Linked DNA regions of Zea mays: region 2 is linked to region 1. The links are chromatin contacts, called in public Hi-C maps. All regions are on one chromosome and are shown on one strand. Each heading gives the region's core, a stretch centred on a gene start, on an enhancer-like site or on the middle of the called end of the contact. The rest is flanking DNA. Distances are from core to core; before and after follow the strand shown. Region 1 holds the start of LOC542401 (glutamine synthetase 5). Region 2 has its middle 26 kb from the start of LOC100283142.

What was found. A called contact is a pair of places that touch in the nucleus more often than the background predicts.
Region 2: a contact with region 1 is called in a Hi-C map of leaf, with 9 times the contacts expected there. The contact joins the enhancer-like site here to the promoter of LOC542401 in region 1. A contact is called at or near these places in 12 of 25 Hi-C or Micro-C datasets (bundle sheath, ear, endosperm and 2 more) and 2 of 3 datasets of contacts at active chromatin or transcription factors (leaf and seedling).

What each region holds. Positions count from the first base shown.
Region 1 is chr4:172,174,607-172,177,306 of Zm-B73-REFERENCE-NAM-5.0, reverse strand. LOC542401 (glutamine synthetase 5) reads left to right here and starts at 1,351. Exons shown (of 10, transcript NM_001111974.2): 1 at 1,351-1,498; 2 at 1,980-2,019; 3 at 2,235-2,338; 4 at 2,424-2,472. The coding sequence starts at 1,425.
Region 2 is chr4:172,239,773-172,242,472 of Zm-B73-REFERENCE-NAM-5.0, reverse strand. No RefSeq gene overlaps it. Among protein-coding and RNA genes, the nearest start is that of LOC100283142, 26 kb to the left of the region's middle. Within about 2 kb of position 1,367, at least 19 of the 20 cell types and tissues checked have an H3K27ac peak or open chromatin away from gene starts, as enhancers often do. A contact at or near this core is called in bundle sheath, ear, endosperm and 3 more, where this site is marked.

The DNA of each region.
Region 1 (2,700 bases), core at 102-2,601:
TTAAGATTTATGGAGTCTAATGTTTTTAGAAGAATTTAAGTTTATTTTTAGAAAGAAATTACACATAGGATTTTTGAGCCATAGCCAAAGGTTGTTCGTAGTTGCTAACGTCATGCTTTCCTATAAATACAAGGGGGTTGGTGCAGGAACCATATATGATTTGGGGGAAAAATAGATGACTTATATTTACCTGTATAGTTATAAATGAATTTTATAGTATGATGTGATATAGTGATGTGGACAAATAGTACATGCTAGTGAATGCGTGATTCGCTTATGGAGGGGGTGTTTGAATATACCCAACTAAAGTTTAGTGTCTGTAACATCGAATCGAATGTTTGAATGATAATTATATATTTAATATAGTATAATTATAAAGCTAATTTTTTAGAGACGAAGACTGGAGATGAAGACTAAAAGACGGGACATAATTATTAAACCTAATTAATTAAACATCTATATAATACTCGTAATTGATATTCAAACGTTTAATATGACGTGAACTAAATTTTTTAGTAAGGTAAGTATTTACAGTACATGAATAGTTTTAGTTTGTACTGCCAAATTGTATATGGCAGTGGGAGTCACTATTCTCATATATGGTATATGGTGGCTGGTGGGTTGCTGAATGCAATGCACCGTTCGCCCATCGCTACGCTACATGCAGAGAACCATCAATAAAGCAGTGTGCGGCTTCCAGCTGGAGTAGAAGATCCCTGGCCTCAGGAAGATACCTCGAACCTCCAGCCCCATTCGTATGTCCGTACGTATACAGTAAAAATCATTTTGCAGCTGGTGCCGTTGAGATGGGCATGGGCTTAGGTAGGAGCACGATTGAATAAAAAAGATTTTATTAAAAATCATTTACTACTCCTTTTGGGACTATCCCCAGACATCGGAAAAGCGTCCAATTTTCTTTCTTTTTTTCACCCCCTATGCTCGGAACTCATAAATCAAATCAACCACTTCTAGCGATAAAGCTGCCCCCGCCAATTCAATATTTCCCCCACGCCGATCTCTCCACGTCCGAGTCCACGTTTAACTGGCAGTGGGCCTCTAACAGGCTCGTCCCGCATGTCAGATGCAGGGGCTTGACGCCTTACCAGTACGCGGTGCTCCCTCTTCTCGCACCTACCGCACGGAGGATATGACCTAATACAATTAATTTACGCGGAACTCGAAATGTATCCGTATTTATACGTGTGGAACGTACAAGTATACGTATTTTGTTGGTTTTTTTTTTACTTTTTACCCGGCTGGACGCCAACCAACTGGTTTCCCGTCCTTGGTCGTCGCCATTATATAGCCGCCCTCCTCCCGGGCCGATCTCTTCGTCTCAATCCCACGCCACATCCTCCCCTCCTTCCTCCTTGGGTTCCCAGCCCGTGCGCCCGCCTGTCGCAGTCGCACCGCAGCCGCCGGCCATGGCCTGCCTCACCGACCTCGTCAACCTCAACCTCTCGGACACCACAGAGAAGATCATCGCCGAGTACATATGGTACGGCGCTCGTTTCCGTCGGCCGCCCTCTCATGGCGTTTCCCCCGTCCGGGAACGGGGTTGGGAGAGGGGCTCTGGCTCTGTTTTTTTTTCCTGATCAAGTGGCTTCATCTGTTCATTTTCCGAGTAAAAATCTGTTATATTTGCTCGCTTATTCGCCCATGAATATCTAACCTGAGTATCGGGTAATTCCCTGCCCACGGGTCCCTCACCGGCCACCGCGCCGCTTATACGGTGTTGTCGCTGGCCACCGCCAGATGATCTGTTGGCTGAAAGACCTAATCGGATGTCTTACACGTTAATTGATCCCCCCCTGATGCCAGTATTAGTTCCCAAAAGAAGCAAGTTTTTTTTTGTTGTTAATTGTTATAATAAACACGTCTTTGGATTGCTCTGCTCCGAGGAATATGGCGAGGAGTTGTTCGGTTTGTCGTCGACATGATTTGATCCTATCTTAACGCGTGCCTTTTTTGGGGTGCAGGATCGGTGGATCTGGCATGGATCTCAGGAGCAAAGCCAGGGTAAGATAACAGATTCCCAGCACTGGGAGGACCCCCCGGGATACTGGTGGTTGTGACTCGTCGTCACCTATCACTTATCCCTGAGCTCATCCGCTGATCTGTTATTTGGCTTATACATACATCAGAGCTCTGCTCACCACTATCACTGCAATTATTTTTGTTTCTCTGTTCTACTTCGTAGTAAAATCATACTGATCTGGTTGGTTCTGGTGCAGACCCTCCCGGGCCCGGTGACCGATCCCAGCAAGCTGCCCAAGTGGAACTACGACGGCTCCAGCACCGGCCAGGCCCCCGGCGAGGACAGCGAGGTCATCCTGTAGTAAGTGTCATGGCACGCCAGGCTTGGACGCATTCCTTTCTGTTTGCTTTACTGAACGATCCTTTCTCTTGGGCATGTGCTGCAGCCCGCAGGCCATCTTCAAGGACCCATTCAGGAGGGGCAACAACATCCTTGTAAGTTTGCACTTCTACCATCCAAGTGGCATGAACCATACGGTTCCGTGTTATTTACTGCTACAGTGCCTACTGTTCATTGGTCCAACTCAGATCAGTTCATCTTTGCGAAGAAAAAAGAATTGTGTCTTGTTGCACCAAGTAGACTAAAAGTTGTACATACCCTACAAATAAATTAGATTTTTTTTTAAATCTGCCTGAACTATCTTGACGCAGCACCAGTGGTTC
Region 2 (2,700 bases), core at 118-2,617, 65 kb before region 1:
TCTCCACAGATACAACGTCGCCGCTTCGGGTCGTCCTCCCCATGGTTGCTCTCTTCCGGATCTAGTGGCGATGACGTCCCTCGCCAACAACAACTACAGTTAGTAGGATTGGTAGGGTGCGGCGGAGGTGAGGGCGCGACGGAGGTCACGGCGTGTGTGGCGGGGGCGTCGGGTGAGATCCATTTGCAGGCGCGCGTGCGGGGAGGTCTGTGGTCGGACGGGGAGATCCGCATGCGTGGTTCTGGCGAGAGCACTGCTGGCGCGGTGGAGGCGGGCACACGGCGGGTGCAGGCGCGGCACGTGGGGCACGGATCTGGGAGGATTTGAGGTTGTGGATCCACAGCGCGGATGACCTTCCATTGCGGCGGCGGTGGAAGGCGGTGGGGAGGAGGGCCCGCGGATTTGCGTTGATTGTGGCGGCGCGGTGTCGACCGAGCGCTGATGGCGGGGCGGGTGGGGAGGAGGGCCCGTGGATCCGCGTTGATTGTGGCGGCGCGGTGTCGACCGAGCGCTGATGGCGGGGCGGGCGGGGAGGACGGTCGCGGCAGAACCATGGTGTGTGGACGCCTACAATACCTTCATATAGAGTAGTAGAGATTTTCTCGAGTCTGACTGTAATGCTGACATTTAATATAACCCCTGGAAGCTCGTCGCCTCCAATTAGCCAATGGGCCTCGTTGAGATACATTACAGTCCAGCACAACGTTTGCATGCATGCAACTCGAAGACGTCGGGCCCCCCCTTGCCTTCAGCGGCCCATCTAACCTGGGCCTGCCACCCCATCTCCCGCGCACCGATGATGACTTGCCGGCCGTCAGCAGCAGTCGCCGCCTCGGCGCTCTGTGCCTCCGTCACTCCTATATCGTGTCGCAGGCTCTCAGCCCGTCAGCTGGCGGCGGAGGACGGTAGGTAGGATCTGTGAATCTCGATGAGCAGCTAAGGCCCGACGAAAGAGACGGCAGAGCGACTGGAATGATAATGTCGTGCCGAATGCAAAGTCGTTCAACGTATACGGCGCGCGCAGTCCGGCCAGTACGGCGACCAGCCAGCGTTTCCGGGTGGTGTTTGCGTGTTGTGTTGGGATCACAGAAGATCCTGTTTATTTGAGTTTTTTTTTTTTGGATAACTTCTCAGTTTAGCTTTCGAAAACCAGGGTCGGGCTCAGAAAAGTGGAGGTTATATAGAAAGTTTAAAAGTCTGGTTTTATTATAGGCTCTCCTACAAAACAAACAAGCAACATCTCCATGCCATGCGGAGTCCGCTGAACATAATAGCTCGATGACGAAACACATGCGGTCGACAGAGGACAGAGGGACCAAAAGGCGACCTCTACGGCTCTATAGCCACATGGAGCAGTGGTACTCCACTAATTGGTCCCTACCAGTACCAGATCCAGCTCCTGGTAGGTAGGCTGAGATTCCTGAACAAGGGCCACAAGTCTAACGGGAGATTCCATTTCCATCTACAGCGCGCTCAGGACAACGTCCAAGTCACAAAAGGGAATCCAAGACCAAGAGAGCCAGTAGTAGCCTTTCATCCCTCCCTCCGATCCCGCTCCCGCTCCCGGCCTGCATGCATTCCTACGTAACTTACCACGGCGGCAACACGATTGATTATCTCTTAGCCACAACTCAGCGACACGGCCCTTCCCGTTCTCTCTGCTGAACTCAAACTGTGAACTGAATTCAACTCAGTTGGGGGGTCTCCGTTATTTGCTGCCGACTTTTTATTGGAGTGTGAATGAATGAATTGAATCCACGACAAAGACGGACGGACGGACCACTCCTCGCCCGTGACCGTGACAGACCGCCGGACACGGATGACACCGGCAGGAATTGGTGGCAAGCAGGCAAGCAGCACAGACAAATTGGTGATCCGTGAAAAAAAACATAGGGGAAGCAGGCAAGCAGCACCAAAGCAAAGCAACCTCTCTGATCTCTAGCTTCTTGTTCCCTGCTGCACGAAGCAAGGGGCTCATTGGCCGGCAGCACAGACAAGCTGAGATCCGTGACGCGACCAAATTAGTGCGGTTGTTTCGAATTGGTGGGTCGGAACGATTCCTAACCGGATTGATTCTCTAATTTATATAAATTTTGATTAGCTGAAACAATTACGGGTGCAATCCGATACAAACGAAAAAGACATGGAGGAGCTAGCTGTTAGGGCATGTACAGTGGTGTTTAATGTGGAGTCTCTTAAGGTGTGTTGGACACCAAAATGAGCGGACGGTCCGGCCCATGGGTCCGGACGGTCCGCGTGTCCCGAGATTAGATTAACTCGGATGTTTATCCTTATCTCGTGCGTGGTTATCCATCTAATCACGTGGGAGTTTGTTGGCTATCTCTTAGGAAAAGGTCCAGACCTCCTCCCCTATAAATATAAAGGGGTACGACCGATTGAGAATCCCCGAACACATTCCAATCGAACCAATTACCTTATTTACTTTTCCTGCCCTAGGAGTAGATGTAGCATAGTTCTAGTTGTAGTCTTCCGCATATCCCCCTCCACCCCTATTCGACTCTACGTCGTCTAGATCCGTCTTGGGTGGCCTGCCGATCCCAAGACGACCCTAGGATCTCACCCCTCCCGAGGGGCAAGATCTAGTTGTCCATCCAAGACCTCTTCCTCGATTTGATCTCTTAATTCCTAGGCGACTCCACGTCATCTGGGGACGCTCTGGGTGACCTGTCGACCCGAAGC